Linked DNA regions of Danio rerio: regions 1 and 2 are each linked to region 3. The links are chromatin contacts, called in public HiChIP or PLAC-seq maps. All regions are on one chromosome and are shown on one strand. The core of a region is the stretch at or near the end of the contact, and the rest is flanking DNA. Distances in the headings are between cores, read along the strand shown. Region 1 holds the start of hoxc6a (homeobox C6a). Region 2 holds the start of hoxc9a (homeobox C9a). Region 3 holds the start of hnrnpa1b (heterogeneous nuclear ribonucleoprotein A1b).

The links. HiChIP or PLAC-seq counts read pairs in DNA pulled down with a chosen protein or histone mark.
Region 1: a contact with region 3 is called in an H3K4me3 HiChIP or PLAC-seq map of embryo, with 2.5 times the contacts expected there. The contact joins the promoter of hoxc6a here to the promoter of hnrnpa1b in region 3. A contact is called at or near these places in 1 of 18 Hi-C or Micro-C datasets (caudal fin) and 2 of 4 datasets of contacts at active chromatin or transcription factors (caudal fin and embryo).
Region 2: an H3K4me3 HiChIP or PLAC-seq map of embryo shows a contact between it and region 3, with 3 times the contacts expected there. The contact joins the promoter of hoxc9a here to the promoter of hnrnpa1b in region 3. A contact is called at or near these places in 1 of 18 Hi-C or Micro-C datasets (caudal fin) and 2 of 4 datasets of contacts at active chromatin or transcription factors (caudal fin and embryo).

The regions. Positions count from the first base shown.
Region 1 is chr23:39,217,706-39,222,109 of GRCz12tu, reverse strand. It overlaps hoxc6a (homeobox C6a), which reads right to left and starts at 2,666. Exons shown (of 2, transcript NM_131123.1): 1 at 2,264-2,666; 2 at 1,361-1,653. The coding sequence starts at 2,666. The coding sequence ends at 1,361. All of the region lies in intron 1 of hoxc3a (homeobox C3a), which reads right to left. The region is part of intron 4 of si:dkey-81p22.11 (a long non-coding RNA gene); the gene reads left to right.
Region 2 is chr23:39,197,036-39,201,060 of GRCz12tu, reverse strand. hoxc9a (homeobox C9a) reads right to left here and starts at 1,660. Exons shown (of 2, transcript NM_131528.3): 1 at 1,060-1,660; 2 at 1. The coding sequence starts at 1,627. The region is part of intron 1 of hoxc3a (homeobox C3a); the gene reads right to left.
Region 3 is chr23:39,410,401-39,414,688 of GRCz12tu, reverse strand. It overlaps hnrnpa1b (heterogeneous nuclear ribonucleoprotein A1b), which reads right to left and starts at 2,508. Exons shown (of 11, transcript NM_200104.2): 1 at 2,446-2,508; 2 at 1,817-1,936; 3 at 1,549-1,695; 4 at 1,263-1,473; 5 at 1,103-1,180; 6 at 889-1,017; 7 at 720-815; 8 at 442-633; 9 at 217-363. The coding sequence starts at 2,457. It overlaps cbx5 (chromobox homolog 5 (HP1 alpha homolog, Drosophila)), which reads left to right and starts at 3,044. Exons shown (of 6, transcript NM_001080184.1): 1 at 3,044-3,116; 2 at 4,137-4,211.

The DNA.
Region 1 (4,404 bases), core at 1,417-3,916, 190 kb after region 3:
GTGTGCGCGAATCTTACTTTTTTCTTCAAACTACAAGAATTTATGCAAAATTTGATGATAGGAGTACTTTTAATTGCGTCCATTCACGTGCATTGTTGCAGCAACATTATACAAAACAATATATTTGTTGCGGAAGAGCGTAATGCCACCATATGCAAAGCCAATATACCTAAATACTTTTTGTCAATCAAGCATTGTAGCTGTGTCATTACATGAAATATGCAATGCTTTATTCAGCATTTAAGTCGCCACATACTTTTATCGTTAAATATATTAACGAATAGGTTGAACTATTTCATTCAAATAAGTGGACTTTGGGCAGATTCAATTAAAGTTAAATTGAGTACATCTGAAGAAAACAAACAAACTACGTGTAAAAGTGGATTTAATTTGTTGTTTGGATTTAGCTTGGTCATAAATGTGTAGGCCTGAATATAAGCTCTTAAATAAAATATTCTTCAATACGAACAAATGTGTGAAGACTTACAATTTTTAACCCAGCTGTGAACCTCTTTCTGAAGCGCGAAAAGCGCAAAGTCGTAACAACAATAAGACAATACAGCTTTTTGTTTTCAAGAATTTTATTAAATAATACACAGTTTACACAAACAATATAATTGCGTACCAAGGTATATGCTTGTTTTCATATGGGTGTGATTCTTACTTTAAGACAAGTTTATATGCATACAACTACAAGTATGATGAAATGTATTTTTTAAGTCTCTCAATACTTGATGTGCCAGTACAGCGGCATGTCGAACAATAGAACACTGACGGGGCAAAGGCAATATTGAGGGGGGACAATTAAAATAAAATGATTTAGGTAGTATAGTTCATCCCGTCAGTGCTTGTTTCATTGTACAAATATGCATCCACAAAAACTGAATGTGCATATAAGAAGTTTCCTTCACTTCTGGAATGCTTAGGGAACATTTTAGAGGCTTAATAGTTGGGAGACGTAGCCTACTTATCAAATTGGAATACATTTTCATCTAATGTACTTTTTCTACTAGCCTATAGCAACATGATAATACTAAAACCACACAAATAGTTCATCTGTGGCATTGTCACCACGCAGCCAATAAAAGAGCTATTTCAACAAAGAGAAGTGAATTCCATTATGGTGGATAACAAGTGCGTCTTCCTCTCTCTTCATCTCTCCATTTGTTTCTACGTGTGTATATGTTAGTGGCGTACTGGTGGTAGTAGAGCTTTTGTATATGGTGTTCAGGTCAGAAGAGGAGGGGGGCAGTCAAAGTAATAGCAGAGTATACAGTCCATGCATTAATATTTGCAAATTCTCAGAGTTTAGGTAGTTACGTTGCAGTTAACAGGCGTTCGAGAACGAGACATTGATTTCCTAATCTTTTTTTTTGGGTTCCTCCTCGGTCTCCTTCTCGGTCTCTTGAGGAGTACCAGCAGATTCGGTCCCCGGTACAGTGGAAGTTAGATTGGTCTCTTTCTTCCATTTCATGCGCCGATTCTGGAACCAGATTTTAATTTGACGCTCGGTTAGACAGAGAGCATTGGCGATCTCGATGCGTCTGCGTCTGGTTAAATAGCGATTGAAGTGAAATTCTTTTTCCAGTTCCAAGGTTTGGTATCTGGAGTAAATCTGGCGACCTCTTCTTCTGTCTGACCCGTACCCAACTCCTGTTTTAGGGGAAAGTAAAAAATGAATTAATAAAAAGTTAACACAGCATTTTTAAATCAAATAAAAAAAATAAACCACACATTTGAAATCCTGGTGGAATTTTCAACTTTCTGAAAATTTTGTTAATTTATTTTTGAGGTAACTAATTTAACAATTTGATAAAAAGAATGTTTACATGCAGAATTTGACCCATATTTCAGCCACAAAGCAACGCGAAACTTTACATTTTGGTTTCCAATGCTTGTAATACAAATATTTATGTCAACTAACTTTGTCATCCTCTGTTTTCAAACAGTACATCGGAAGAGTTAAGCTGCATTGTTAACACAGTAGTGCATGCTTCTGAAATAAAGTTCAAAATGCCCTTTATGTTGTATATTTTCTAACGCGCTCACACTTATTGCACAACTTTTTAAAAATAATTTTGGCACTCGAGTTTTAAAGGAGGTAGCCAAATGGGATTTCCCTCTCTGGAAAAGGGGGCTTTTATAATCTGATGATTTAGTAGTGGTTTACGAGGCCATAAAATGTAGCTACTCTGTTGATAGGACGTATCGTAAAACAGACCAATTCCACCAGGGTATGTCCTAAGTCGCAGTAAAAACTCACCGCTGTGCGAGTTCATGCGCTGCATCCACGGGTAGATCTGAATGTTGTTCGCTTTCTGGTCCTGTGTTCCTGCACGAGCTTGTTCCAGGTTGTACTCCTGGGCAACGTGGCTCTGCGCATTAAGTCCCATACTAGTTTGCCTGCAACTGGGAAGCACGTCCTTATCTTGAAGAAACACGTTAGATCCATACTCGTACGGTCCTCGACTTGATCCAAACACAACGTTATCTTGAGGTGAATAGAAAGGGGACGCGTAAATCCGGTTTTGGGTCACTGTAGTGCCATAAGACGAAAAATGTCTGACTGAATCATATGTGGTCGAGTTCAGTGGCATGTTGGGCAAAACCTCTTGCCCACCAGATAAATGGCACGAGAGCGACGGGTTCGCGAAATACGAATTCATACCTTTCCTATCGCCCTCTCATCAACTCACCCTCCTATCTTATTTCCCCTCTCTTAATCTCACACTTTCTTTCTTTGTGCTTGGGGTCTGCTTCCTTCTGTCACATACACACGTCTCCCGCCTGCTTTCCTAACTCTCTTTCAAATGAACTTCAGAAGGATTTCAATAATATTAATTTCCAGTCTCCGGTTAAGACGCGCAAAGCAAGTGTTATAGCCAAGGCTTGGCTCATGGAAGGACAATATGACAGCGTCACCTGACCACTTTCAGCCAATTGAATGCGCTGTGTACGGAGGAATATCGAGCTTGTAGCTTCTTATCCTTGTGGCTTCAGTTGATAATGTTTAAGTAAACACACGCAAAAATACTGAATACGCAGTCAAGAAAACAATCAATTACGTCTTTTGTGCATCAATCGGCGAGTTAATGCCAGTATTAAGCTTCTCCGTGTATCTTGGGAAGGTAAATACAGACTTTTCTTGGTGAATCATGCATTTTACAGTGAGCTAATTTTCGTCTAATTTAATTACTTGAATGATTGTTTACTACAGTTGCTTACTGTCGCTTTCGTATATCAAACTATACATATGTAATTTATTATGGCAGTATTAATTATAACTACATTTATAACTTCTTTGCTGACACAAAAACTTTATTATTTAATAACAACTGATTTGTGTATAACAACACTAGAACAACAATTTAGCCACTAAATTTATTTCCTAAAAATGTTTTTTTTAAAATAAAAATGATCCAAGTCTAACTATTAAACAGCTGCTCGCGCTTTATCTACACGTATCTTGTTTACCACAACGTTTTAAATAAATTAAATATAATAACTCAGAAACTGTTAATAAATCTGCTGATACACGTTATATCACATCAATAGGCATAATCATTGCTTTATCGTCAGTCATTGAGTGAAATGGCAACACTATTGTTTTTGTTATTCAGTTGATTTGTCCTTGCTACGTTTGTTTCTGTCTATCCCTAATTTCCTCGGGCTTTCTTTGCGCTGAAGGGGAAACGTCTGTTCTTTTCCTTTCCCCATTTGTAATGTATTGATAATTTCAATGGTAAAAAGAACCTGAGTAGGGAGGGGGGGAAGGGGCATCTTACTAAAGAATGCGTCAAACGCGCCTTGGTGCCATAAAAGTCACAAAACCAAACTGAGGACTTCCAGCTCAGAGGCAATTACCCCTTTGAATGTATGGGGGCTGTGCAACGAGTCTCTTATCTTCTGGACAGAAAGCTGATAATTTTTTAGCATTTAACCTACGAGCGTAAAGACAATAATTATGAATTAAAAATATAAGGCCTCTTAACAAAATGTAAGTTCTCCTAAACTGTATTATTTTAATATTTTTTATTACATTAAATGGATCATATATGCCAACGATATGTTAAACAATACAACACTTTGGCTTTTTTAATATTATATATTTTTAGCTTGCAGCCATATTAATTGAATGGTCAATTTATATATCATGTATATCATGTTGAAATAATCAGTAATGAGAAAGGGCTAGTTAAACCGATTGGTTAGGGTATGCACCATGACCTTAATGCAGGCCACATGACGGAACGTGTGAGGCCAAAAACAGTGGTTTAGAAAGAGGTGCGCAAAACACGAGATTGACAGAACAGTAAAATTTACTTCCAGCCCGACAGTGAGAAAAGGCATTTAACAGCTATAAAACAGGCTAATCTGCTTAACGATTGATTAAATACATAGAAA
Region 2 (4,025 bases), core at 411-2,910, 210 kb after region 3:
TCTGAAAAACAACGTACAAAAAGTGTGATTAGGTGCTGCTGCAAACAAACACGCTGTCTGAAACAGATGACAGTCGCATGTTAAGAATTAGAGATACAACCCTTCTTTCCTGATTAGAACAGCCATACTTGTGTATAATGCAATAATTGCAATTGCACCGTAGCACCTAAGGACACTTCTAATTTTAGCAAGATTAATTTGGTTAAATGCTCTTAGCACTTGTAAATAGCAGGTAATTTTATAGGAGGTACTCCTATATCTAGCTATTTGAAATAGCTTTGCAAACTCTTACAGAGAAATGGCGCTGTAAACTGGTGAATGTACCTATTTGCTTTATAGGCCCATAAAAAAGAAAAGGCTTGTGACTCAAGCCTTCACAAGTCTACGCTCAAAGTTCTGCTATGCAGTGAATGCACTTCGAACATTCCACGTGCTGTTCCTTGCTATAAATGCTGTTTTTATGTGTAAATAATATTTAATTTAATAGTTAAACATTTAAATTAAACAAGTGCCTGTTTTTTGTGCCTGTTTCATTAGACAATACGGTCATGATGTTGTAATACACTCTACAGATATAATTTAAAACAAGTAATATTATTATTTATAGGTTGTAATAAAACACTCAACATTTGAAACAAAATTAGCTTTTAAGAAATATTCGTTTGCAAGTTTAATACGCATAATCGTGCCCAAAAAGCCTGTATTGTTATTGAGTCAACGGGAGGCTAAACTTGTACATATCCACATTAAACAACACACAGTGAAAAAACTACATCGTCTTAAAGCTATAATGATAATAGGACAGATCTTTGTTAACATCACATGCTACGTTCTTTGCCAGACTTGGCTTCTTAGGAGACAATTTTTATAGCTCACAACCCGTTTTACAACCCAATCCTATGGCGTTTGTCATCAATGGATAGCCCTAAAGCAGACTTGAGTCGGGATGAAAGAGTATAGAACTTGGTTTTACGACGGACAACAGCCAACCACCAAGCGAACGCAATAAACTGAGAAGCATCCCATACCCGGTTGTAAACAAGAATTGCTCTAACTTACTTGGGTCTAATTCAGCCTTGTCGTCTTTGTGCTTCCCGGAAGACAGGCTCTCCGTCTCTGGCGATGGTGTATTCTGTTGCTTTTCTCTAATGTCGACGGCTGAACAGTAGAGATAATCCGTATAAGTACGTCCGTTCGAGCCCAAACAGTCTCCGGCGCGGGGATCCTGGAAGGTGTCGGGCTTCAGCCCGTAGTGCCTGCTATTCCCTGCATATCCTGGAAAAGACACGGTACCGGGGATGGGCTCCAGCCAAGAGCGAACGTACCTTGAGTCTGTGCCTAGGTGAGGTTGGTGAGTGTATGGATGGTAAACTACTGACGACTGGGAGTGAACAGGGGCCCACGAGGTAGTAAAGACTGGTGGTTTCGGGGCAAAGCTGCAGGACGGGTAATCCGCGCATTCCGGTACCAGGGGCGTCGGGCGTGAGCTGGAGGATATCGGACCAGTGGCTGTGAAACGACTCGCCAGAACATCCTCGCTCTCATGGTTGATCAAGGAATCCACATAATAATTACTTATGGGACCCGTAGCCGACATGGCGATGTTTCCCTTCTCTTTTACATGCATCCGATTATTATATGGAGTGTATGTGTACTTTTTTATCTGACCGTAGAACAATCAAGACAGGTAATTATTTCAGAAAGCTTCCCCAGCTGGGATTGGACGCCTGTGGAACACGTGATTGAATTTACCCCCTGAAAAAACTGCACAGCAGATCAATGCGCGCGTTCTCCTGGAACAGCAATGCACTTCGAGCTTGCAGTAAGGTTGCTTAATACTAATGTTTTCTTTTTAAAATGAGCGTAAACATAATAAAAGGCTTCGTTTCTAATGTATTATGAGGCAAGTGATTAACGTAGATAGTTATTTGAACTTAAACTGAACAGCAAAGTGTGTGTTAACGGCACTAAAAAGGCACTATTTGTTGGTGTAATCAATCTCTGTCGAGCCAATGCTACTGTGCTGTGGCTAGCCTTGTGCGCATCTCACACTTCACAATGTTATTTATTAAATGCAATTAGGCAAAATAAACGGTTATACATGTCTTTCTCAGCTTCAGTATTAATTTATACAATTGAAAAGGACCCAATACAATAATTGTGACAAATATAGGCGCTTGTGTTGTCTAAAGGGTTGCTTTTACGCACTGAAGTCTTATTTTGCTCTAGTTTCAAACAAGTACAATTGGGATATCCCTCATAAAATGAAATTTTAAACAAATCGGGGCGGTGGGAATAGTAAGACGCCCGAAAACGCACCACAACTGCGGCTATATTCGTCAAGTGGTCGTGCATGCTTTTATGTCCTTCAATAAATTTTTACGAGGACCATTTGATTGTTCATAAACGTGTCGTTAATAAAACTGCAGTTGAGTTCCTGGTATAACATAAAACCAACACTACGCTTGTGAAAGAAGTCTCATCAAACCTCTTTCGAGTAGAAGAATGACGGTTCACTACCTCTGTTAGCTCTTAAAATTGCATCTGAGATAAAGATTTGGGACAAATCATCAGTATAACACAGTCTACGTACAATAAAGTATTTATTGACCACTTTCATTATTAATATTACATTTTATGCTATTTGCATTTATTTGTAAAGATTTTCTACGTTTACTAATTTTACTGCGATATTTTTGGACAAAACATCTGCATAACACAGCCAACATACGTTAGTAAAGTATTTATTGACCTCTTTTATTATTAAGTGTACATTATATGACATTTGAAATTTTTGGTAAAGATTTTCTACATTTATCAAATTCACTACGATATTTTTTTTTTTTTTTTGGACAAAAACATCTGCATAACAGCCTACACACATTAGTAAAGTATTTATTGACCACCTTTAATATTAATATAATTTTTGTGTTTGCATTTATTTGTAAAGACTTTCTACGTTTACCAATTTCACCAAGATTTTTTTTTTGGACAAAACATCTGCATAAAACAGTCTACATTAAATTAGTAAAGTATTTATTGACTTCTTTCATTATTAGCATTACTATGCCAGTTGCACTTATTTGTAAAGACTTTCTACGTTTATCAATTTTACTGCGATATTTTGGCCAAATCATCTGCATAACACAGTCAACATACATTAGTAAAGTATTTATTGACCTCTTTCATTATTAAATAATACATTTGTTTATGGCTTTTGCAATTTTTTTGCAAAGACTTTCTACGTTTATCGATTGTACTGCGACATATTTTGATAAAACATCTGCATAAAACTAGTTACATAAGTTAGTAAAGTGTTTAATGTTCTCTTTCATTATTAACTTTACATTGTCATTTACAATTGTTGCGATTTTGTCAACTACGTTGATGTACTACAGGGCAAATAGTATTTTAAATGGAAAAAAAAATATATATATATATATCCCTTTATTTTATACCTAAATCTTTGTGAAATTATTGTACTTGAAGCTTTGTAAAATATTTGTAAATATAGGTTTTTATTTTGTTTGCAATTTCAAGTTATTAAAACTGGCTCACAAATAAACAAAATAATTGGATCCTAAACATATATCTCAAATAATTTAACGGTGTACTCGTCATGCAGAAAATGAATCCGTCTTGAACATTTTACGGTTAACATGCACATTATTATATAGCAAATTTAAGATTTTTACTGAACGTATATTGCGGCACTTGGAAATCTGTGAATTTTTGGGCTGCTGTCATTGTCAGTGTTAGGCCCAGTATGAAACCGGCCACATGAGGTCAGGCTTTTTTTTTCCACCCTTCTTTTGTGGGAACATCAGACAAATTAATACATAGACACGTCAAAAACACTCGAGCAAAAAAAAAAAAAAAAGAAAAGTTAACATTACTTTTGTAATACAAACAGTTTTTACAAAACCTTACTGTTTAATTAGATAAATAGTTTAGAGAATTTTGGCAAAGTAATGGGTGTAATTGTGCACCTTTCAGCAGTAAAAGAACTTATTAAAGTTCTTAAT
Region 3 (4,288 bases), core at 1,259-3,758:
TTAATTTTACAGTGTTAAGGTGAGATTGAAGTATTTTGGAAAGCTGCAAACATTGACATCTATATTTTTTGCTTTTACTACTATTTCAAGTTTCTAATTCTCTTGATAACATCTCATGCATAACAAAAGAAACTCTAAAAAAAAAGTTTGGAATTAGCTCACGTCATTTATGCCTTTAGGATGAACTAATCACTTTAAAAAGAATGGTTAACTCACCACCATATGGGCCACTGTTTCTTCCACCGCCTCCAAAGTTCCCTTTCATGGGACCATAGTTGGACTGCTGGCTATTATAGTTGCCGAAGTCGTTGTAGTTTCCACCTCCTCCACTGTTGCCGCCACCACCACCACCTCCAAAGTTACCTTGAATTGATAATACACCCCATTATATAGTCTATAGTTATAGTTCAAGGACTTGCACCATGATTAACATCTACTCACCACCTCCAAAGTTTCCATTGCCATTGTTGTAGTTATTATAGCCACCACCGCCGCCACCACTGTTGCCTCCACCATAACCTCCCCCCTGGTTGCCATAACCATGTCCTCCTCCACCACCTCCTCCATATCCACGGTTGCCTCCATAGTTGCCAGGACTGCCACCACCATTGCCGCCACCACCGCCGTAGCCACCTAGAAAATGCCAAAAATAAATTGTAAACATGCTGATGGCACAGGATATGAAATTGCCAAAAACAGAGCCAGTTCATACAAATCACCTCCTCCAAATCCATTGTTGTTGTTGTAGCAGTCACCGCCTCCTCCATAGCCACCGCCGCCACCACCACCACCTCCAAAGTTATTTCCTCTTCCTCCTAAAATAACAGTAAAACTACTAAGTTACAAAGAAATAACATTAAAATCTTCAGAATCCAGTCAGGCACATACCTCTTCCAAAATATCCATCACGGTTGCCACCTCCGCCGCCACCTCCAAAGTCATTATTGTAGCCACCATTATTGCCATATCGGTTGAAGTTTCCTCTATCGCCGCCGCCTCCACCACCACCACCACGACCTACAGATTAACAAAATACACCGCAATCCATTAAAACACCAGGGGAAAGTAGGAAACAATAGTTAATATTAATAAACATTCATACCAGTGTTTGCCATTTCTTGTTTTGAAAGAGCTTTTCGGACTTCACAGTTGTGTCCATTCACAGTGTGGTACTTTTGAACTAAAGGAGAAAATACATTTGTTAGCACCTCATTTCTTTAAGTTCCAAGACTACTAGATTGACCGTGAAACACAGCACTTACTGACGATACGGTCAACAGAGTCATGGTCATCAAATGTGACGAAGGCAAAGCCTCTTTTATTTCCGGTCTTGTGGTCAACCATTATCTCAACAACCTCAATCTTTCCAAACTGATCGAAGTAGTCGCGTAGATGGTTCTCCTCTGTATCATCCTTGATGCCTCCCACGAAAATCTTCTTCACAGTTGTGTGAGCAAATGGTTTGCTGGAATCCTGTAACCCATACATAATTAGACATCTAAATTCAAGCCTTAATTTCCTTAAATTTTATTACAAAGTTAACCTCACCTCTCTAGACACGGCTCGTTTGGGCTCTACAAGTCTACCATCGACCTTGTGAGGACGTGCATCCATAGAGGCATTGACTTCATCCACACTGGAGTAAGTAACAAACCCAAAGCCCCTGGAGCGCTTTGTGTTTGGATCTTTCATCACCTAAATGAAAACAGAAACATTGATTAAAACACCTAACGTTGTGGCATAAAATAAATCTGAAATTTATGTTGCAATGCATTAATAAATTTCAAATAGCCTTAAAATATTAAAAGGAACTTACCACACAATCTGTTAAGGTGCCCCATTGTTCAAAGTGTGCCCTTAAACTATCATCTGTGGTTTCAAAGCTGAGCCCTCCAATGAAGAGCTTCCGCAGCTGCTCTGGCTCACGTGGCTGGCCCTGGAAATAACAACCGATTTCGGTTTAGAATCACAGCAGCAATGTGCATAGTGTTTATTATCGGTAACGGAGATCAAACCAAGGATTTACTGGAACAAAAAGCGTCGTGAATCCATACGGTAACGCACTCTATTTGGGGGGAGGTGAACGAAACATCCGCCATGTTAGTGCAGGACTATACGTCCAATTTTAAACCGCGCACTCCCTCCAACAAAACACATGAGGTTGTAAATGCGTGCAAACATGGCTCGAAACAACGACTGAATAGTTATAAAACAAATAAATACCGATTTTGCAAAACACGACCTTCGATGAAGCCATGCGGCCTAAATTATGTGTGCACATTACAGGAGTTAAAATGGCGGCTCGAACACGCTTACATTAACAAAGAACCACAAATGCGGTGCACGCTGAATTATATAACATCAAGGGCGCTACGACTACATGCTTGGCGCATTATATATATATATTCATTCGAAAGCGCTATATTAATAATAACGCCAACTTACCTCTTTGGACATCCTACCGACTATTTCTGTCCGTGCTACGCCACACGCTTGTCGGTGAGACACGCACTGAGAAGAAGGGAGATACCATAAATAGCTTGGATGAATTCAGTCCCCTCCCACCGGGAACGATGATTGGTTCAGGCTTCCCGCTAATGCTTTTGTTTGGCGCTTTAAAGACATCTGATTGGATGACACTCAAGTCAATCCATAGAAGAGGCTAGTGCTTAAAAAATTCTAAAATATTTTATTCAGAAAGCTGAAGAATCTTTTTTATGAAACACAAAAAGTAGTCTTTATTGTATGGTGGGTTAAAAGATTCAGACTATAAGTTCCTTCATATTACTTCATATTACATACACCACTTTCGCATGTACACTCGTGCCTATTATTCATTTTTTAAATAGTATTATTGCTTAACAATAATAAATAAATCTGAAATGTTCTTCGAAGTGTGTGGATTTGGTTTCAGTGTGACGCGTGCGCATCCCATTGTATGCGCCGAGGCCGTTTTTGGCGCGAGAGCTGCTCGCTGAGGAGCACGCTGATTGGCTGAACGCGCCGCTGGACGGATGCATGCGCGAGAGGCAGCAAACTCTGTGTGCAAGGAAAAAGCCGCCGCCGCCTCAGCCTCATTATCCAGCACGAATAGAGAAACGTCGAAAAATATCTCAGTAAGTATGACATAATCAGTCACATTAATGTACAAATGTGTCATTGTGGATTCGCTTTGCATTGGGAGCGAGCAGCGCTGTCAATGCCACGTTTAAAACGTGATAGGATCAGGTGAAATCTGTTCTGCTCGGCCCGCGCTGTTGCTAAGCAAAGGCTCGGTGCGTTAGCGAGCACGACGATAGCACTCAAATAAATGCGAAAACTCGTGTAAACGACTCGTTTGCAGCTGTTAAACGGTGAAAATCGTGGAAAGAAGTAGCGCGTGTGTGCTAATGACGCTAAATTAGCCTGCTATCTTGTGCCTAAACATCGGGGATTCTTGTTTATTGTTTTTTTCGCAGGCGATGGTGACCTGCTAAGCTTGCTTATAGTTCGTCATATATCAAAAACAGCATTGTGAAATACATGTACTTATTTCTCAAACACGTAAGTTTTATATATAGTTTTCTAGCAGAATGAGCTTTTAGCGACGCAAACAGTAGCAATCAATGATCCTTCTCTTGCTAAATGTTAGCATTGCAGCTAGCACTGCACATAAATACGTTCACGATTTGTTTGTATGTTGTGTATATTGAAATATAATTATTGGAAATTAGATTGCATATGGTAGGACAAGCTGTGCAGGTCTGCTAGGTGTTTTCACACAGTTTGGCCTTGCATGCTTGCTAAAATTTTTGATGACATTAAGATAAGAACACATGGCCGATTTATCGCATTCCTGGAGCTAGAGTTGTTAAATGTGTCTTGTAGGCAAATGCTGACATTAGTGCAATGCGTTTATGTTAGATTTAACAATGAAAAAAGTGTCCCACTTTTACTAGTTGTTTCGTAAACAATCTGTTGTTGTTATTATTGTAGAGTGTACGTTTAAAATAATTTAAATCGAAGTCTAATAGGTCTTTAGTGCGTGTATATTTCCAAAGAAATATGTAGGATACGTTTATTAGAGTTGAGTTTAAGATCAGAGTTTTATATCAATACAATTTTTTTTTGTGTTTAAATCAACTTTATTTGTTTAGGGGAGCTCTGAATGCTGTAATCCAGGTCTCATCTCTGCTCTTTAGGAGGTCACGCCCAACAATAGAAGACTGTAGGTGAGTGCAGGAAAAGCAAATGTTGACTTTTGTCATTGCTGTTAGAGTAATAAGTTTTCCTCTAACCAGTAAGATTT